Regions from separate parts of the Mus musculus genome. Here regions 2, 3, 4, 5, 6 and 7 are each linked to region 1. The links are chromatin contacts, called in public ChIA-PET, Hi-C, HiChIP or PLAC-seq and promoter capture Hi-C maps. All regions are on one chromosome and are shown on one strand. Each heading gives the region's core, a stretch centred on a gene start, on an enhancer-like site or on the middle of the called end of the contact. The rest is flanking DNA. Distances are from core to core; before and after follow the strand shown. Region 1 holds the start of Rab22a (RAB22A, member RAS oncogene family). Region 2 overlaps Gm46781 (a long non-coding RNA gene). Region 3 holds the start of Ctsz (cathepsin Z). Region 4 holds the start of Nelfcd (negative elongation factor complex member C/D, Th1l). Region 5 holds the start of Spo11 (SPO11 meiotic protein covalently bound to DSB). Region 6 holds the start of Rae1 (ribonucleic acid export 1). Region 7 has its middle 3.8 kb from the start of Mir296.

The links. Promoter capture Hi-C pulls out the DNA fragments that hold promoters and counts their contacts. A called contact is a pair of places that touch in the nucleus more often than the background predicts. ChIA-PET counts read pairs in DNA pulled down with a chosen protein or histone mark. HiChIP or PLAC-seq counts read pairs in DNA pulled down with a chosen protein or histone mark.
Region 2: an RNA polymerase II ChIA-PET map of memory CD8 T cells shows a contact between it and region 1, with 19 read pairs. The contact joins the enhancer-like site here to the promoter of Rab22a in region 1. A contact is called at or near these places in 4 of 39 promoter capture datasets (the C10 cell line, hippocampal neurons, neutrophils and 1 more), 3 of 484 Hi-C or Micro-C datasets (B cells, CD4 T cells and CD8 T cells) and 1 of 115 datasets of contacts at active chromatin or transcription factors (memory CD8 T cells).
Region 3: a contact with region 1 is called in an H3K27ac HiChIP or PLAC-seq map of bone marrow-derived dendritic cells, with 6 times the contacts expected there. The contact joins the promoter of Ctsz here to the promoter of Rab22a in region 1. A contact is called at or near these places in 4 of 39 promoter capture datasets (the C10 cell line, liver and pre-B cells), 2 of 484 Hi-C or Micro-C datasets (Th1 cells and embryonic stem cells), 2 of 115 datasets of contacts at active chromatin or transcription factors (bone marrow-derived dendritic cells and embryonic stem cells) and 1 of 9 other capture datasets (liver).
Region 4: a promoter capture Hi-C map of embryonic stem cells shows a contact between it and region 1, with 2.2 times the contacts expected there. The contact joins the promoter of Nelfcd here to the promoter of Rab22a in region 1. A contact is called at or near these places in 5 of 39 promoter capture datasets (embryonic stem cells, erythroid cells, hippocampal neurons and 2 more), 7 of 484 Hi-C or Micro-C datasets (CD4 T cells, the G1E-ER4 cell line, LSK cells and 4 more) and 2 of 9 other capture datasets (adipose tissue and liver).
Region 5: a contact with region 1 is called in a Hi-C map of CD8 T cells, with 5 times the contacts expected there. The contact joins the promoter of Spo11 here to the promoter of Rab22a in region 1. A contact is called at or near these places in 1 of 39 promoter capture datasets (liver), 1 of 484 Hi-C or Micro-C datasets (CD8 T cells) and 2 of 115 datasets of contacts at active chromatin or transcription factors (memory CD8 T cells and pancreatic cancer cells).
Region 6: a promoter capture Hi-C map of pre-B cells shows a contact between it and region 1, with 4 times the contacts expected there. The contact joins the promoter of Rae1 here to the promoter of Rab22a in region 1. A contact is called at or near these places in 5 of 39 promoter capture datasets (the C10 cell line, erythroid cells, liver and 1 more), 8 of 484 Hi-C or Micro-C datasets (CD4 T cells, the G1E-ER4 cell line, double positive thymocytes and 4 more), 5 of 115 datasets of contacts at active chromatin or transcription factors (bone marrow-derived macrophages, large pre-B cells, memory CD8 T cells and 2 more) and 2 of 9 other capture datasets (adipose tissue and liver).
Region 7: a contact with region 1 is called in an H3K27ac HiChIP or PLAC-seq map of trophoblast stem cells, with 4 times the contacts expected there. The contact joins the enhancer-like site here to the promoter of Rab22a in region 1. A contact is called at or near these places in 10 of 39 promoter capture datasets (the HPC-7 cell line, cranial neural crest, embryonic stem cells and 5 more), 6 of 115 datasets of contacts at active chromatin or transcription factors (craniofacial prominence, embryonic limb bud, embryonic stem cells and 2 more) and 1 of 9 other capture datasets (embryonic stem cells).

What each region holds. Positions count from the first base shown.
Region 1 is chr2:173,658,456-173,661,172 of GRCm38.p6, forward strand. It overlaps Rab22a (RAB22A, member RAS oncogene family), which reads left to right and starts at 1,390. Exons shown (of 7, transcript NM_024436.3): 1 at 1,390-1,686. The coding sequence starts at 1,651. It also overlaps the pseudogene Ppp4r1l-ps.
Region 2 is chr2:174,601,126-174,603,842 of GRCm38.p6, forward strand. It overlaps Gm46781 (a long non-coding RNA gene), which reads right to left. Exons shown (of 2, transcript XR_003953979.1): 2 at 1,687-2,148. It also overlaps a transcript of Zfp831 not described here. Among named protein-coding and RNA genes, the nearest start is that of Gm46781, 4.5 kb to the right of the region's middle. Within about 2 kb of position 1,351, at least 105 of the 459 cell types and tissues checked have an H3K27ac peak or open chromatin away from gene starts, as enhancers often do. A contact at or near this core is called in B cells, CD8 T cells, memory CD8 T cells and 1 more, where this site is marked.
Region 3 is chr2:174,437,690-174,440,406 of GRCm38.p6, forward strand. Ctsz (cathepsin Z) reads right to left here and starts at 1,350. Exons shown (of 6, transcript NM_022325.5): 1 at 1,061-1,350; 2 at 476-639. The coding sequence starts at 1,209.
Region 4 is chr2:174,414,462-174,417,178 of GRCm38.p6, forward strand. It overlaps Nelfcd (negative elongation factor complex member C/D, Th1l), which reads left to right and starts at 1,343. Exons shown (of 15, transcript NM_020580.3): 1 at 1,343-1,495. The coding sequence starts at 1,409.
Region 5 is chr2:172,978,463-172,981,179 of GRCm38.p6, forward strand. It overlaps Spo11 (SPO11 meiotic protein covalently bound to DSB), which reads left to right and starts at 1,380. Exons shown (of 13, transcript NM_012046.2): 1 at 1,380-1,562. The coding sequence starts at 1,432. Gm52538 (a long non-coding RNA gene) reads right to left here and starts at 658. Exons shown (of 3, transcript XR_003953974.1): 1 at 616-658.
Region 6 is chr2:172,998,729-173,001,445 of GRCm38.p6, forward strand. Rae1 (ribonucleic acid export 1) reads left to right here and starts at 1,389. Exons shown (of 12, transcript NM_175112.5): 1 at 1,389-1,648.
Region 7 is chr2:174,261,960-174,264,676 of GRCm38.p6, forward strand. No RefSeq gene overlaps it. Among named protein-coding and RNA genes, the nearest start is that of Mir296, 3.8 kb to the right of the region's middle. Within about 2 kb of position 1,317, at least 28 of the 459 cell types and tissues checked have an H3K27ac peak or open chromatin away from gene starts, as enhancers often do. A contact at or near this core is called in trophoblast stem cells, where this site is marked.

The DNA of each region.
Region 1 (2,717 bases), core at 140-2,639:
CTTTTCTCTCCAAGTGTCATGCTACACTAATAGAGTTGACACACACACACTCACACACACACACACTCAGGGATCAAATGTGCTCAACACTGCAATGGTCTACCAAACATTCTCAGTCAACATCAACTCCTGTCAGGGAGTTTCAGGTAGGGAAGGGAAGGGGACAGAAGTAACTCCTAGGGCTGGGACTCAGGAAGCCCCAGTTGACTGTGGTGATTTGTGTCATCTGAGGTGATTTGACCTCAACCACCAGCAAGCCTCCCTGGGTTTTTTTTTTTTTTTTTTCCTGCTCCCCTCTGGCTTGTGAGGGAGATCTAGTTCATCTTTGTAAATTCATAAGCCCAACAAATGGCCCGAGCAAGTAGAGGTAGGCGCTGAAAAACTATATTGGATAGACAAGCCAAAGCTTCGTTTGTCCATTAGCCACAAATTGGAACTTGCACTTCGAAGGTGGCATCTCTCTCAGCTACTGTCTCTTAAAATAATTCCAGAGAAGAAGTGGAGGCTGAGAAGGGTCAAGTGGAAGAGACCCACTCAAAACATGGAAAGCAGTGGGCTCCATGAAGACATGGAGCTGGCCAGGCCCACAAGTAGGGCGTCACTCCCAAGCCCTAACTAGGAACCCAAGGAGGTTCCTCCCAGGTTGGGATTGGCTTTCCCTCTCACAGCTCCTAGCGCAGCCAGAGGAGAAAGTGACAGGAAGACAAAGTTTCCAACAGACCCAAGTCCTAGCCCAGGAGGGAAGGGCACCTGAGAAGAAGCGGGCTCGAGATAGGCTCGACCTGAGGCTCCTGTCCCGTCTAAGTGCACCCCACAGTCCTCTGGGAGGGACCCAAGGAGGGGCGGGGCGCCCCAACTGTTACTTACAGTCCTCTAAGTCATCCTGCAAGTCCACAAAGTACAGAGGGATCTCTGAAAAAAAATCAAAAGACACACAAGGAGCTACACGGGGCTGCGCGGGCGGCGAGTCCCGGGCTCGTGCGGAGGTGGGGTGAGGGGGGCTCTCGGGGAGGGGAAGGGGAGCCGTCGGAGACCCCTGAGCCTAGACCCCACTCACCCGCCATCTTAGGATGTGCCAGAGGGCGGGGCTGGAGGCGGGGGCGAGCCCAGAGGCCACGCCCATCCCTCGCGCTCCGCCCACCAGCCTGGCCTCACTCACCCGCCGCCATCTTGGGACGGGTGGAAGGTGGAGCTAGAGGCGTGGTAGCTTCAAGATTACGCCCCATCCCGCCCCGCCCACTCCTTAGAGAAGATGGGGCTGAGGCGGAGCTGGAGGGTGGGGCGACGCTGAGGCTCCGCCCATTGGTGCTCCGCCCACCCGCCTGTGAGCTGCGAGCCGGCCGCCCCGCCCTCGCGGAGAAGGTGGCTGCCGAAGTGGGCGGGGAGGTCAGGTGACCCAGCTGGCGTCCCAAGATGGCGGCGGCGGTAGCGCCCGGGAGGCCAAGGCGGTGTCCCGGCTGTTGAGGTGACTCCGCCGGACAAGTGACGGGGTCGGCCGGACCGGAGGGCGGCGGCGGACGCACGGCCGCCCGGAGTGCTCGGCCGGGACTTGGCGGTGAGGCGGCGGCGCCGGGGGATGCTGGTGCTGGGCCGGGCCTCTCCCTCCTCAACTTAGGGCGGCGGCGGGCCCGCACCCCTGGTTCCCGGGCCATGGCGCTGAGGGAACTTAAAGTGTGCCTGCTCGGGGTAAGTTGCAGCGGGCGGGGTCCGGAGGGTCGCGGAGGCCGGGCGGGCGGGCCCCGGCACTCCAGGGCCCCTTGCACCCCTTTACGCTCAGCGCGGGACGCAGCCCCCCACAGACCCCTTAGGGCGGCGGGACCAGCAGGCTGTGCCCCACCCAAGGCCCCCAGGTGTCAGGGTGGCCCCCGGCGCCCCGGAGCGACGCCCTCTTTCCATCCCACAGTGAAGTAGCCCACAGGTAGTTTCCTTCCAACTTTGCGAGGGACACCTTTAAAGTTAGACAAGTTTCTGAAAGTTAACCCTCCCCAGCAGGGCTTTGGGTTTTATGCGCACACTTGGCCTCCTTTCAGCAATGTGGGATGGTTTTGAACTTTTGGGACGTCTTTGACACTTCTGCAAGAGTTACTTTCCATTAAAGTTCACTCTTCACTAGAACAGGGAGGAGTTACCAGGACTTTGAAGGTTCAGCTTCCGGTCCTCTCACAGTAGTTTGGCCTTTTCAGAGCCTTCTAATGATCTCCTTCCTGAGTTTCTGTTTTAATGACTGAAAAAAAAAAAATTCCAATAACTACATGGTTTTTGCCCCTTAGCAGGGTGGGGCTAGGGTTCATCCCGATTACTCCGCAACTTGGGAGCGCATAGTTTTACTGGTATATGTTAAAAGGCCAGTGAGTCCAGTCACCTTTCACACAGGACAGGCATTGAAGAGGCCTTTTTACTTTGGGAGGGAGCAGGAGTTCAGTCTTAGAGACTAAACCTAAACCTTGTACATCCTAGGCAAGTCCCGCCACTGAGTTGTGTGTCCCCAGTTTGCTTGCTTCTATTTTTTTAGCAGGATCTCCAGAAGTTGCCCAGGATAGCCTTGAAATCTCAGCCTCAGCAGGCCTTGAACTTGGAACCCTCCTGCCTCTGCCTCCCAGATTTGCTAAGATCGCAGTCCTGTAGCACTAGGCCGTCGTAGGTCTTTCCGGAGGTCCTAGTGTCACTTAAGAACTGCAGAATCCTTCCCCAGTACTTTCAAGATGGTTTCTCACTAG
Region 2 (2,717 bases), core at 101-2,600, 940 kb after region 1:
TGTGTTTTAGCCCCTACACACCTCAAGTTCCCTGGCCACTTTCTTTCAGTCCTCCTCTGAAGCACCTTCGACCTAGGAGAAGGGGGCTAGATGGATGCTATAGGCGGGGCACACTGTTCATGAGGGACAGATGCGAAGGACAGGTCTCCATTAGTTATGAAATCCTCTGGTCCCTTCTAGGCTAGCCATACTTGAACCACAGGTACACAGTTACATCTTGGTGAAGCCAAGAGGAAAATGGTTTTTCGAGGTGCCTGGCCTCTGTTGGAGGTCTGACCATAGCATGCCATTAGCAACCTGTGAGAGCCCAAGGGGTTACTTCAGTGCCCCAGCTGCTGTGGATGCTTAGGGTTTAACCATTCACATGGAAGCAGACATGGTGGAAACATATGTTCCCAGAAGGAAGATCTGTCTCATGAAGGTGGTGGGGGCAGGGAAAAGTGATGCCTTGTGTTACGTCATCTTTGCAACTTGCCCGAAGGGTGGGGCCTGCCCAGTGCTACTTTATGGGAAGAATGTGGAGTCTTGTGTTTTAAGTTTTGGATTTTTATCTCTCAATACACTCCATGATCTATCCTCTGGTCTTACCGTACAATTCCTCTTCTTCACAAATCTCGAAGGAAACTGTCACTCTTGGGTGAGCCACATGTTTTCTAATAGTGTCCCTGTTCCCCAGGGTGAAAAGCTTGTCCTGGCAAAGCCCTTAGATGCAGAGCTCTCCCTAGTTACCACACATGGCTCATAGGCAAGCTTGACGGGCGTTCTCTAGTCTTTCCTGGTTCTCAGGTAGCCTAGGATGGTCCGGAACGTGCTACATAGTTGAGAATGACCTAGACAGTCTGATCTTCCTGCTGCCACCTTCTGATGGTGGGATGACAGGTGTGCTATGCACTCTGCAGATCACAAACCCAGGGCCTGATGCATGCTAGACAAGCGCTCTACCAACTGAGCCACACTTCCATCCCTGGCTCCTTCAGTCATGGCTCTGAGGAGCCAGTAGAACTGGGGCTTAACCTCAGATGCTGAGCTCTGCCCCATCCTGCATGGTGCCTAGCTTAGATAAAGACTTAAAGACTGTAATGGAGTAAGTCTAGCATCATACCGAATATGAATCAAGGAAAGCAGAATGCAGCCTGACGGAGAGCTCTCTGTAGATAACCATGGGGCTGGATTCCTGCTCCAGCCCCTGGACTGACACAGCCTGGCCCACATGCAGCCCCCTTCCACCACCAGCCCTCCCGCCCCAAGCTGTAGCCCCTGCCACAGCTTGCCTCTTCCTCTGTGACCTGCCACAGGCCTCACATCCTGTGAGGAGGCCCTAGAAACCAGTTCTGTTGATGAAAACACTCGCGCTCTTCACCACAGGAAGCATGGGCCTCACGTTCACAGTGATAACCGCCCAGTCTCTTCACAGAGAGTAGAGGGGAGCACAGACTAGCTTTGTACCTAGATTAGGAAGCATGTGTTCCCTCCCCTCCCCCTCAACAATTCTCAATTCACCTCACATGAAGCCTCCTGCCCCCCCTGCTTCCTATCCGAGAGTAGGAAGCAGGACATTTGGGAAACAGAGACCATGTCCCCCAGAGCTTTGTAAGAACAGTAAGAAAACAGGATATTAGTAATGACAGGAGCCCCCTGGCCTCGGCCCCAGGTAAGGCGTTTAGATAAAAATCTAGGACACCCGGCTAAATTTTAAATTTCAATTAAACAGTGACTATTGTCTTGATACAAGAAGGTCGTATAGAAGCAGTTCTTCCTAAAACACTACTCAACTGTTCCCAGGAAATATCAATTTAACTAAGAGTCCTGTAGTTTTGAGTTTGTGACAACTAGTCACTGAGGCCTAGGGAACCGACTTCTTCACCCAGAGGCCGTTCTGAGCCCTGTGCTGCAAATCAAGAGCTCCCTCCATGCAAGCAATACTTCACTCTGGACATTTTACATCGGGAGTTTTTGTACAGAGCTGTCTTGGTATGCATTGTCCAGAGGAGAAACTGAGGCTGTGAGGCTGTGCGAGTTGCTGAAGTGATCTGATCTGATCTGCCAGCTCCTAGACCGTCTCCATGCGTAGTACTCACTGGCAGTGGGTGGGCGAGCGGCGGCGCCAACTTCAGAGAGGCAGTAATAACAGGTTAGCTTGGGAAAGCTCTGTGCAGAGATGGGAAGGGTTGTGTCAACACATGCAAATTATATGCAAATACACTTGGCCCTCCTGGCAGGCTCACCTAGGTGGGAGATCCATGAGCAGTCCCCCATTGCCCATGGGCTTCTAACAGGGGCAAGGGTAACAGGTTGATAGCCCCTTGTGTTCCCAGCGCACGTGGGCTGGGGTGAGTGCACACCCGAGTTCTCGTGTTCTCTCTTCTCGGATGTGGATGTGAGGGGGCTGGTGTGGAGGTGGATACATGAGGCTATGGGGCGTGGTGATGTGTGCGTGACCTGCCACCTTGATCTGTGTATTCCCAGCAAGCCACAGGGCTCCTGTCTCCTCAGATAACCTCCTCCAAAGCTTTGGTGTTGCTCTATGGAGAGAAGGAAGCATCCCCTTGGGACTGTGTCTACTGAGATGCCCTAGGACCAGAGAGAGTCCTTGGAGGATAATCCTTTTCTCAACAATACTACAATTAGCATTGATGCTATACCTGGCCCTGCGGCTAATGCTGTGTACTTAATTATCCAGGCCTGGGGTTTGTGTTGCCCTGAGGAAATTCAGTGGG
Region 3 (2,717 bases), core at 100-2,599, 780 kb after region 1:
GGCGGCCAGGCTAAGGTTCGAAGAAGAGAGCTGGGGGGGCCATTTCGTACTGGGGAACATGTTCACCTCAAATGCCAGCTGCTACTGAGAAGCAGTTTCACTTCCACGCCCCACAAACCAACTGTGAACTCAGTGATTTTGCAACACCGGTCCCATGGTTCTCAATGGCTGAAGTCACAAGTTCTGAGGAAGGGAAGGTTCCTGGGAGCCACTTGTCACCAGATTCCAGCCCAAGCCTGTCCCACAGAGGCCCTAGTAGGCCCACAGGAGAGAACTCCAGAATGACACAGCCACCTCACTCTGGCTGAGGGGAAATCCAAGTCTGAATCATGGTACAGGGCCATGGGCCCCTGTAGCCCCGGGCTATGGCTATCATGGCTCACCTAAAGGTAGATTGGATGGTGAAGTGCAGCCACCCACCTGGCCAAGATACTGGCCCTGCCCTAGGCTTAGCATGGAGCGCCAGGCCACCTACCTGCCATGGCACTGGTGCTGCCGTGGGCCCAGCAGGAACCACAGTACTGTGGGATGTGCTGGTTCCTGGTGACGCTGGCATAGTTGACACCGTTCACATTTCTCCAGTCCCAATTCTTGGGGAGATCCGCTGGGGACAGGTACTCATGCGGCCGAGGATAAGTCCTGGGAGGACATCATGGCAATGGAAACCAACTCTGGAACGCATAGGGCCTCCCCTCTCCCTACCCCCACCAGGGCCACAAATCCAGTCATTTCTCCTGTTGGCCTTCTTCCCAAACTGTGGTCGGTTCAGAACTTGACCCAGAAGAGCCACCAGCAGAACCCAGGACTATTGGAAGCTGAATGTGACAGAGCATCTCCGAAATACGCTAATGCTCACTAACAAAGGCAGTAGAGGCGAGAACTGCCCAAACCAGCAAACCCCAGAGCTCCCCGGATGTGAAAATCATCCCAAAAGGAAGGGATGGGATTTGTGCTTCCCAGGCCTAATGAGGGAGGATGGGGCAAGGTCCCAAGTGTCAGGGGGTGCGCGCCTGGCCTAGAAGTTGACCCTTTTCCTCCCTAGGCACAGCCCCGCGCCCACCTGCGCCCCAGCAGAGCCAGCTGGTCCCCGCGAATGGGATGGTAGCAAGTCTGGCCCGAGCGGAAGTAGAGTCTGGCCCGTGCCGCACTCGCCAACAGCAACATCAGCAGCACCAGGGGCAGCTGCTGCACCGACCCCGACGACGCCATGCTCCTGCTCCGGGCCAATTCGGATCCTGGATCACGCGCAGCACCTTCGACCTCTTGACCCGACCCGCAGGCCCACGCGCTCGGGACGCCCCGCCCGGTCCTTTAGGAGGCGCCCAAGTTGGACACACCCCGAGGGCGGGGCCTTCCCCGCTGCTCCTGCCCCCGCCCCGCCCCGCTCGGCAGCCCCCAGGAGATAATCTGCCTCACTAGGAATCAAACAACCGGATCAGCAGAACCTGGGGTCACACAACCAGACCCCAGACCTGACAGTGCCACCAGCCATTGTGATAACACGGACTGACAGCAAAACTTAAGTTTACTATTCAGAGACCCAGGCATCCTGGAGCAGGGTAGGGCTCAGCAGGCTTCCATTGGCCCACTCAGCCCAGATTCTTTTGTTTCTCTGCTCTGGAGTGTGGTGCAGTGTCCCATTAGGTTAGGTCTCCCTAGGAGCGCACAGAGATATCCTGAGGCTGGAAGAAGGTGTGGGTCATACCCAGCATTGGACTCTAGCCTGGCTTTCTGAGCCCCTCCTCTCCACCCCCCAAGACCCAGGCTTTTCCTGAAGAGACAGCTCTCCTTCACAGAGAAGGATCCTTCCAGGATTACTCTTTTCTTTTTTCTTTTTTTTCTTTTTTTTCACTTGGCACATATATCGTGAGTCCCTGGGGTTCTGGAAAGGGTCCCTGCTAACCAGACTCTTCCAAGATGAGGAACTGAGAAAGAAGTGGGACCTGGCCAGCCTAGGTTTCGTAATGGGAGAATTTCCCCTTCCCCCTGTGCCCCGTGAGCTATTGTCAGCAGTCCCAGGCCACAAAGCTATCTCTTCTTCTGTAAGAAACATCCCCTGGTGTTTTATCTCAGGCTCTCTCCAGGTGGTGGGTGTGAGATTCCTGATGCGCGATGGCCAGTGGGGCTACAGCCATTCCTCTGTCTGTGGATAGGGGCAGTCAGAAATCATAATGGCTGTCTTGCTGCCTGCCTTTCCAGATCACCCAGGATTCCAACAAGACTCAAAAGCCTGCTGGATACCTCCTGTCAGAGAGCAGAACAAGACCTCAGAAGCAAACTTGGGGCTACCCTTAACAACGCAAGAGTTTTGTTCCCTGTTGCTATAAAGTAGTCACGGAGGCAAATGAACACTGGCATCTGTATGTTGAAATCTTTCATCCTGGGGGGTCATGGCAACCTCTCCCTTCTGCTGGGTGGTAAGTAGCCTGGTAGGAATGAGGGCCTCCCAAGGCCCAGGCAGAGACCTGAGTTCCCTAAGCCAGTTCTCCCCAGTAGTGACCATGCATTGACCTTAGAGCCCTTCGGTCCACTCTGGGGGAGTGTCGCCTCCCACGTGGGTTCCACATGGGCTCTCTCTCGCAGGAAGGGGACAATTGGTCTTGGCGATTCTATGGCATCCCACAGGCAAGGTCTAGTGAAGAGCACAATAGGGCAGCAGCGTTTATCGGGAGAGTGTGTACTCAGTGTGCTCACGGTCCCAAGTTCAATCCCTGGCA
Region 4 (2,717 bases), core at 93-2,592, 760 kb after region 1:
ATTCCTTGCCTTTCCACCTTCCTCCTCACTCCCTGCAACTCTGGTTTCCTCCCTCCTCTCCATAAGTCCTCTTTGGGTGTAGCAAATAGCTAGACATTCCAGATATATCTGTTCCATCACTTTCCTTAAACAAAAATCCAGATGAACTTTTATAATAACTAATTCCTGCTGACTACCTGCTAACTCTGTGTCTAGTGCTTCAATGTGCCATCGGACTAAAGCCTTGCAAGTGGTTGTCACCTTGGGTGGCTCTGGCATCAACTACAATGCAGGGTGCCACAAGCTCTGGTGGGGGACTTTCTTCACCAGGTTATTTGGAATGGAAAGAGCCACCCTGAGCATCTTGGGAAAGTCTCTTCTATCATTACAGACTATTTACTTTGGTTATCCAGTATTATCATTTCTCCCCTTTGTTTGCAGGCTAGCTCCCTCGGATCATGGGTGGCAAAGTGGCAAGGATCTCGTCCCTGAGTACGTCACTGTACTCCAGGTGTTATCAATGATCCAGGCACTTAGGAGTTATTCAACAAACACTTGTCAAATGATGGAAGGAAGGAAGAAGTAAAATAGCATTCCAACAGCTCTGCAGACAGTGCCTGAGGACTGTACTACATGGCTGGCTCTTTTCTCTAGCCTCTCCTCACTGTCTGCATCCAGAGCCCATGGTGTTAACCTCCCCGATCGATGATTTGGGGCCACCTGCCAGGAGGCCTCTCCAGGTATCTTCAGTCTAGGTGTTCAGTGGGTCCACTTTTCCAGAGCCCAGTCATGGCTTTTGTAGGCTGTAGGGCCTCCTCCACTGGAAATATGTTTTATATCTCGCTCTGCAATGCACCGAGTACTTTTTGCCCATAGTAAAAGAAATCCGAACATTTCTGTGATACCTGCTCGGTTGGCAGCTGCACTGTCCAGGCAAAGCTTAAGCTCACTGAAGGTTCGAGGTTTTTATAGCAACTGGAAGCATGCTTGCACTTCCGAGTGAGACCCTGTCTTTTTTTTTTTTTTTTTTTTTTTTGAGACAGGGTTTCTCTGTATAGCTCTGGCTGTCCTGGAACTCACTTTGTAGACCAGGCTGGCCTCGAACTCAGAAATTCGCCTGCCTCTGCCTCCCGAGTGCTGGGATTAAAGGCGTGCGCCACCGCGCCCGGCGAGACCCTGTCTTAAAAAGGAGAAAAGGTAACTTGGAAGTGTTCTGGGCAGACATAAAGCTGTGACTCAAGCCATCTTGCTCATGAGAGATCCTACAAGGTGTTTCCCCGCCCAGCAGGCCAAAGACTAGGCCACGCCTCCTCTGTAACCACGCCCCTTTCCAACTCCGCCTCTCTAGCCTTGCCTGAGGCCCAGAACCGCGCACGCGCTCTTCCATTTGTTGTGTCCGGCGCACGCGCAGTGAGGAGACGCGGCAGATATGGCGGGTCCGGCGCCGGGTACAATTATGGGAGAAGACTACTTCGGGAATGCCTCAGAGTGGGGCGAAGAGGCAGACGGCGGCCAGGTGAGAGGGCCGTAGGCGTTCCGCCAGGAAGCCGGGTTTGTGTCCTGTCCTCGCGGCTCCTGCTCCGGCCAGACCCGGGTACGGGGACCCGTGACCCTTGACTCCCTGACCTCCGACCCCGGACCCTAGCAAAGCGGGTCCAGGAACTGCACTCAGGGCTTCGGGCCGGTCCTGCCCCGTTAGGGACCTCAGTTTCCCATGCATTCCGATTCCCAGTGACACCTGGGGCTGATCTCTGCGAAGCAGAAGCCATGGTGCCCGAGGGGGCAGGACAGACTCTAAGGGAGAAGTGGACCACAGTGATACAGTGAACAAACTAACTCCAAACTCCAGCAGCATTCTGGGGTTGGGAAAACACTCTCCGGTGCTGGACAGACCAAACTTTTTTTTCCACTTTTGGGTGATTTCATTCATCCTTAGAGTACAGGACAGGAAAGATCTCGTAGCCCCGACTGTCCAAGATTTGGGTGAGAGATGGGGAACGGGTATCGTTCAGTGTCCCCCCAAACACCAGGGTTAGGAAATCAGAAGTCCACCCAGCTGTATGACTGACTTAAGCCTCCCATATCCTTCTGGACAGTGAGTAGGGGCCCTGGAATTTGGCTTTTCTACAGGAAGTGAGATGAGCTTTGAATGAATATGGGATGCAGTGAGGTATACCAGTGGAGTGGTCAGTGGTGCAGTGAGGGTGATGGAGGAAAGGTGAGGGGTTTCTGGAACCGAGTGAGGGAAGCCCTCCGTGGTTGGTTGGTTGGTTGCTGGACCAGGAGCTGTCAGTCATCAGTTGCAGCTTCCAGGGGTCCTATAGAGCTAGCTGCTGACCAGTAGGACATAAGACCCTGGGCATCTGTTTGTATGCTAGAGCATACTACATCACTTGGGAACTCGGAGGTGGATATATAGAGTTGGATTTAGCTAATTTGGATGTTGGGCTAAGTGCTTTTGTGTGGTATCGCAGGCTAGGCGCTAGAGCAGCAGTTCTCAACCTGTGGGCTGTGACCCTGTGGGGGTCATATCAGATATCTTGCATATTCACATTGTGATTCCTAACAGTAGCAGATGACAGTTATGAAGTAACAACAAAAGTAATTTTACAGGTGGAGTTCACCACAGCATGAGGAACTGTGTTGAAGGGTTGCAGCATTAGGAAGGCTGAGAACCACTGTTCTAGAGTTTGAATTGAGTGTTATTCATAAGTAAAATAAGGCAGAAAGACTCAGCC
Region 5 (2,717 bases), core at 130-2,629, 680 kb before region 1:
CGCAGTGTTGGCTTTTAGCCTAGGCTCCACTCCATAGTTACTTGGCAATAGCCAGCTGGGCCTGACTCATTATAAAAGGGGTTGCTTGCCCCCTCCTCTCTCTCTCTCTCTCTCTCTTGCTCTCCTGTCCTTGCTCTCTTCCCCTCTTCCCCCTCTTTCCCCATTTCCCTCCCCCCTTCCTCCCCCCCATGTGCTCATAGCCAGCCTCTACTCCTCTATCCCCACCCCCCCTTTCTCTCAACTCCCTTCCCCATCCATGCCCTAAATAAACTCTATTCTATACTACAGAATAGTATAGGGAAGTGTGGCTGGTCCCTCAGAGGGAAGGGATGCCTCAGCATGGGCATGCAGAGAGGAGGCTGTTATTTCTGCCACTAGACTATTAGAAATAAAAACTATCAACTGGGGCCTGTGGTCAGGTGGCTCTCACGGGATCAGTCCCAGCATCTCTCATACACCTTGATTCAAGCCACTTTGGTCCAGTCAGTTTTTTACCTCATCCCAGTCTCTCTTTGTTAAGGATACGGTTCTAAGAGTCAAGGCTCCTCTAGGACTTCAGAAATCCCACCTTCTGCTCTAGAAGGCTCAGAGAGAATAAAGCGAGACATGTCTTACCGTAGGTCTGCAAGGAGAGGAAGTGATATTCACGCTATTAAGGCTTAGGATGGAAATACTATTTTCAGATAAGCAACAACTTTTTATATATTTTTAAAAATTCACTTTTTTTAAAAAAATATTTTTATGTGTGAGTACCACATGCATGCAGGAACCCACAGAGGCCAGAGGGCATGAGGTCCCATGGAAGTGTAGTTTTAGGCAGATATGAGTTGCCTGGCGGGGGTCCTAAGAAATGAATGAACCTAGGCTCTCTACAAGTGCATTAAAATTCTTAACGCCGAGCTTTCCCCAACGACAATCTTCTTAATAAAAGCAAATCCCAAACATGTTTTGGACAGTAAAAAGCCTTTAATCCCGGCACACAGGAGGAGGCAGGTGGAGAGGACCTGGTACAGAGGCAGGAAGCCAAACCAGGCAGAAATGTTTCCCTTCTCCCATACCTATCCCCAGGTCCATGACCGTCCTAGTGAAAAGTTGTAATTATTACCTCCCCAAATGACCCCCCAAAAGAGCTTTGCAAGTATTATTTCCCCTAAGTTATCAGACCAAGAAAACCTCGACCCCAGAGATCTGCATCTGAGAGCTTCATGTCCTCCCTGAAGGGTAGTGTGTGTGTGTGTGTGTGTGTGTGTGTGTGTGTGTGTGTGTGTGTGTGTGTGTGTGTGTTGGGGGGGCGCCTCAGAGGCCCCTGCGCCTGCGCACTCTGCTCCGCGGGCTGTCCCGCGGTCAGTGGTGCAGTGCGCATGCGCGTGGCTAGAGCGCGGAAAGGTTCGCAGGGGCAGGAGGCCTCAGAGCGGCTCCGCATCCGCCATTATGGCGTTCGCGCCTATGGGGCCCGAGGCCTCGTTCTTCGACGCCCTGGATCGGCACAGGGCTTCCCTGTTGGCCATGGTGAAGAGAGGCGCAGGGGAGACCCCTGCCGGGGCCACCCGCGTGGCCTCTAGGTACAGCAGCTCGGCAGGGCCATGGAAAGCCCGGGAAGGTTCCTCGTGGCGCCGAGGTGGCCTCCGTGGGGAGAGCGTCGGAGGCCACGTCCGAGCCCCGAAGTCGGTGCTCCCTAGTGCTCCCTGGTGGTGACCGGGACCCTGTACACACCAGATGTTTTCTAGAATGTTCCAGGCGCCCCGCTCTGGCTTAGTTCCTAGGTTTATCAGTGTCCTTTATAGTCAGAGAGCTTGAGACTTGCTTTGGATTTATGGGGCTTTGTCTTGTTTTGTTTTGTTTGTTTTTGTTTTTGTTTTAAATGAAAGCTGGGCTTTAATTTCAGCACCGGGAGGCTGAGGCAGGCAGGTTTCTGAGTTTGAAATCAGTAGTTCCAGAATAGCCAGGGCTGTTAGACAGAGAAACCCCATGTTGAAAAAAAATTGTGTGTGTGTGTGTGTGTGTGTGTGTGTGTGTGTAAAATAGGTTTGGGAGTGAGGGATAGAAGAGGAAAGAGAAAGTGAAAAGCGTTTACTCTCTGAACTACCACTAATTAATTTCTCAGAACTAACAAGGACATCATCACATTTTAAGTAATTTATAATAAGACTTTTTTTTTTTTAACCTGAAGGGAACAGATGAACATATTGTAAGTAATTTCTTCACAACCAACTACAGAGACTCTCCTACGGTTCACCTGACTATATCTTGACCTTCAGTATTTGTCTCAGCCTATTCCAAACTTTGAAAAAAATTGTGTTAGAAAATAGTAAATGTTTTAAAATCCATTTTCTGATCTATCCCCCCCCCCACATACACACAGTAGAAACGTTGAGAATTGTGTGGTTGTTAAAACTCAACATTTTGCCCATCTTCTTTGTTTAGCTTGGCTTTCCTCCTTAGGCAATGTGCCAATGTTGCTTAAAATGATTGAGATATATATTTTTTTTAAACTGATGGTTTGTGAAATTAACAGCCAGCTGGAGAAAGCTGGGTTCAGTCTTGATATTTTGTGGTAAAGAGGCATGATTTTTTTGTGGCCAAGTGAACTATTTAGTACAAAATTCATTTTTTTTTCTTTTCTTGTAGTGATTAATTTTTTTCCTTTTGAATCATTACAATTTAAGATGGTTAATTTTTAGTCATGATATCAATTTTAGGGCAATGTGCTATAAGAA
Region 6 (2,717 bases), core at 139-2,638, 660 kb before region 1:
ATAGTAACAATGCCCTGTGAAACCAACCTAAAGGAGCCCTCTACTCTGGACCCAACTCTTCCCCTGAGCCCCAACAGGAATAAACACGACGACGACAAACCAAACACTATGTACGCTAACTAAACCTTGTTATTTGACTTCTCAGGGGATGGGAGTAAGTAGATGATCACCAAGTGTCCTAGACAGGCCTGTTTCCTCTGTGTTGTACTGAGGTCCCTTAAGACAGGTAACCAGCGGCCAGTTTTTATTCCATTGTTCTGTAACCCTGTTCCTGCCTTACATTTTTAAAAATTGTTTTGGAGACAGAACATTTCTGTGTAGTTCTGATTGGCCTAGAACTCACAGAGACGCCCCCCCCCACCCCCTGCCTCTACCTCCTGCGTGCAGGGATTGGAAGGCCTGCCAAGTTGCCCAACAAGGAAACTAATTTTGTAGGGACCAATCACATTTTGTTCTTCCTCACTGACACTTGTCCTTTCTCTCTCTCTAAAACCGCTTTCCCTGATTGGTTCATTGGAACCCCCATTCTGGAATCTAGCTAACTATGTTGTCATTTTATCTGACACCTTAAACACTCTATGTGGAATGTTTCATAGAGCAGGACTTTTGTGTTTCAAACAGGCTTAATACTGACCTATTAGTACATGGGGCTCAGTAATTAAGTGTACTTGTTGCTCTTGAAGAGAGCCATGGTTCGGTTCCCAGTACCCACATGATGGTTCGACTATCTGTAACTCCTGTTCCAGGGGCTCCTACACAGTTTTCATGCCTCCCCAAGCATGTGGTGCATATACATACACACAGGGACAACATCCATGCACGGAAATAAATCTTAAACATCTCAGGGAGTAGGAACCATTCCCCTTATCATACCGCTCGGGATGTTCCAAGTAGGCAGCCTCTCAGAGGACAGTGCTAGATCTGAGCTGGGGAACTCTTTTTTTGTTTGTTTGTTTGTTTGTTTTTTGTTTTTACATGTATATGAGTATGTTGCCTGAAGAAGTTTAAGCACCACTGCGTGCAATGACCACAGAGACCAGAAGAGGGCGTCAGTTCTCCAAGAACTGGTGTTGGTTCTCTTGGACCTGTGAGCCGTCCAGTAGGTGTTGGGAATAGAATCTGGGTCTTCCCCAAGAAGCCACTGCTCTTGGCCGCTGAGCCATCTCTTCGGCTCCACGATCATCTTTAGACGTTTAAACAACAATCAATATAACGATACACACGCGAAAACAACGCCCTCTCTCAACTAGTTGCCTGGCAACTGCGCTGGCCGACTTTCCACAAACGCACAACTGCTGGCATAAACACTTCCTCTCGCCCTCAGCAGGGCTTCTGCGCATGTGCGCCCGCCTTGAGAGGGGCGGGACGCCGTGCTCTGACGCTTTCCGGGCAGTCCCGGAAGTGGCTCGTGGCGCGTGCGCGGTGCTTCTGTGGTAACGGGGCAGTTTCCACCGGCTTGAGGCGGACGACTCGGCGGTCTGGGGTCTCCCGGCTGCGCCCCCTCTGCCCCGCGCCAGAGCAGGTCCGTGGCTTCGGGCCCCGCCGCGTGCGTGTTCCTCAGGCGGCCGCCGCGCTCCCTCCGGGAAGCCCGGGCCCGCGTGAGGAGACCGAGCCCCTCTCTGCAGCCGGACCCCGTGCGCTCCGCTAGGTAGGCCGGGCCTCTCCGCGTGCGCACACCGCCCAGGCCACGGGGGTGAGGGGACGGTGGGGGACCGCGGCGTGCGCGGATGGGAGGGGCACGGCCGAGCCGGCGGGCGTGGTCGGACGCTTGGGAGCAGCCCGAGCTAACCCAGTCAGCCAGGAGAAAGGCCCCTGAGAGCTACGGGAGCTGGAGAGATGGCTGCGCTGCCTGCCAGAGGTCCGACCGCCTCTTCACCCCCGCTGCAGGGCACCCGGTACGCCCTTGCTCTTCTCACGTGCGCATGGTGATCTGAAACTAAGTCCTCAAGTAAATTGCACGGGAGAGGAGCGTGCGGATCCCAGCACACACTGGGGGTCGTTTCGTTTCCTAACTCCAGGATGGAGGAGTTAGTTTTTCCGGTGAAAATCAAGACTAACTCACGCTCCGGAGAAACATAGCCCTGGCTGCGTGTCTGTGCATCCCTCTCCCTGTACAGACAGGCTTGTAGTCCTCAGCCCCGAGAGTTGTCTCCCGAGCCGTCTTCTGAGACGTGAATGTGCACCTTATGGTGGCTCTGACACATCGTGGCTGTCTCGAAGGCAGCAGGAGTCAAATGCGCTCCCACAGTTCCTTGCAGTTTCCCTTTCCTTGTTATTTTAAGGAAGCGACCCTCATTAGGCTGTGGATTGCTCGGGCCTTAGCCTCGCTTTTGGAGAGGTGGCTGACTTGGTGGAAGTCTGGGTTTTAAGAATTTGCTTTTTAGTAACAGCTTGAAATGTGGCAAAAGCATATGGGAGTCTGGAGTCACAGTGCACAGATGGTTTCCTTGGCAACGACACAGTTGTCAATTACATTCAGTGTTAGACCGTGCAAATCCTTTTCTTTAAATGGGCTCTTTTGTAGACCAGGCTGTCCTCAGATTTCTGTACAGTCAGGGATGGCCTGCTCCTCCTGACCCTGCCTCCCAAGTGCAGAGATCACCTGTGCCAGCTCACCTGACTAACCCTAAACTTTCTCTGCCTGTTGTGTGTATGGCCATGCATGCGTGTCACAGTCCACATCTGGGCAGAGGACAACTTTGGAGTTCTCGCCTGCC
Region 7 (2,717 bases), core at 67-2,566, 600 kb after region 1:
AAACAACAGGGGATGGGAGAGGTGAGTCACAGGCTGATTTTATTGGATTTTCACGAAGGAAGCCAAGTTTTTCAACTGCTGCTGGAAAAAGAGGGGCCCTGGAAGCCTCTCTTTCTGGCCCCTTTCGCAGCCTGCCCCCATCTCCACACATACCCCATTGCACCCTTGGGTGGCTCTGGGAAGCTTTCTGACCTAACAGTTGTGTTGGGTAGTGGTGGTGGTGGCGGCGTGCGTGTGTGTGTGTGTGTGTGTGTGTGTGTGTTTTCCATGAGAAGAAACAATCCCTTCCCTGGTCCCAAAGGACAAACCTAGAGAGTGACCCCTCAGCAGGCCATAGCCCCATTTCCTTGTCCATGGCATAATGATGCCCTAATCCTCCTAAGATGTCAGAGTCCCCCTTGACCCATGTTCCCCAGGGACCTACAAGCCCTGAAAGTCTGTCTCTTCCCCTGCCCCTCACTTTCCCTCTGCCCCGGAGGGCCTAGGGCTCCCTGAGGTCTCTGCTCCCTTTGCTGATGCCACCTACACATCTGAGGTTCTCTGGCCAACAGTGATCTCGCCATCAGCCTGGCAACACCCCAAGGACTGCGTACCCCTAGCTTTGTCCACAGTTGTATTGAGACCATCTCACACGACTGCCCAGAACCAGATATTGGGGTGGGGGTGATTTGTTTTTTGAACTTCCAGCATCAGCCCATCATGCCCGCCTGGAGCTCCCCCTGCTCCGCGCTTCTGGAGCACTGACGTTCTTTAGGGACTGAGGTGAACATCGTCCATCCGTGGGTCTGGGGATGCATCCATTAAACCACCCGCCTGATGGCCTACACATCACACCTGCTCTCCCTCTCTGTGTCTCACAGCCCTAAGCCAGAGGAGCTCAGCCACCATGACTGTGGGACGAATCCCATTCTCTCCCTGTCACCTCCTCCATGGGTGAAGTAGTGACACCACTCCAGGACAGTCCCATCAGCCCCTGCTGAGTCCTGGTTTCTATTTTGACTTCAATTAGCTGTCTCCAGAGAACTTTCCAGATTGTAGACTGAGAAATATGCAGTGGCCCCATCCCCATCCCTGGTAAATATCCAAGCTCGGGGTAAAGACAGCTCTGTGGGATCTAAGCCTTCTTCTCATGCTGTATGTACTTCCTGTCCCCACTAACATGGCTCTTCCTCTAAGAAGCCCCTTCTACACACTCTTCCAGGACTCTCCACTACAGACCCATGTCTACCTTGTCCTTGCTGTACCTTGGGGGCCCAGAGCAAGAACGGCAATGGGTGACATAGTCTTGTGGGCTGTTTGCCCTAGCAGAGTAGAGAGTGACTCACCATCCAGGAAGAGGGATGGCTCTGGCTTCTCTGCCCCTCCTCCAGCCTTCCTAGGAACCTGTCCTGGAGGAGTTTGCTCTAGGGAAGCTTAGGTGGTTACATCACTCCCACCCTCCCCCTGCCTTGAACACTCTGGTCCTTGGCAACAGGCTGAGGACCCCCCTTTCTGCTGACCTGTGGGCACAGATGTTCCCTAGGTGTGAAGGCACAGACCACAGATGGCTCCATTTGCAGGCAGGTGCCAATGCCTGGTACTCGGGCACATTTGTTCTCTCAGAGGGTGGCATCAACCCAGAATCACCTCAAATTACATGAACATTCTGCCTTTCGAGAAAGTGAAGAATTTCGGGGGAGTATAGGGAGGTATTTTGGGCAAACAAGGCCTCCTCTGAGATCCGTCTGCCAAGTGATCTAGGCTTTCCTCTGCTTGTGGGAAACATTGCCAATGGGCAGGCTCATAGCCCTCAGATGGGGTGAGCTCTGCTGGATGGCCCCTGGCTGACCTTCTGAACATATAGGTTCTCCTGTTAGAGGCAACCACAGCCTTTCCCAGAAACATCCCAGTCTATCAGCATTGCCACGCCCAGTGCCCAGACTCATCAGAGCCTTCAGACTTGCCTACTGCCCATCAGGGCTCTTGCACATTGATTCGTCTCAACACCTCATCAGGGCCCTTCCTCCCCATGGCTCCACATCGAGGTACTAGACTCTCTCTTCTTACCCAAAACACAATGGCCTAGTGAGGGAACATCAGCTGTTCTGTCATTGTTGTGCTCACATGAAGATGCTGTTGCGTGTATAGCCAAGTTCGCCATGCGTGCACATATTACCGTGTGGCTGCAAACCCTGCTTCATCCTGAATGTTCCTAGGCTCAGCGGAGGTTTCCACCTCTGCATTGGCTCTTTCTAAGGCTCATGGGGATGCTCGCTCCTGGGGAACCAGGCAACAGGCCTCATGAGGCCCCTTTACTGTTCATGATGGTGCCCATCTCACTTGGAAGGAGCGACACCTATTTGGCTGGCCTGACTATACAGCTCTGGAGAGTTGGGCTATAAGTTTACATATATGGAGATGTGTATTATAATGGATTCTACGGACACATTGGAATAATGGCCTTGAGCTACCACGCCCTTGCCAGTTCTGCTCATGTTTTGCTAGGTGCTCAGAAGACAGCCTTTCTCTGATCACTGGATCACGTCACAACACCCCGCCCTGTCCCATTCATACCCCGAGAAAACTTGATCCTCTCCAAATTCCCTGCTTTCTGTAGCTTGTTTTGAGTCCTTTGTAGGATGCTCTTCAATGTTGACAACGTTTGCTCTAGCAGTGTCTTTTCATGTTGGGTTGACACAGGGTACTCGCTGTACACAAGAGGTTCCCAGGAATGCCAG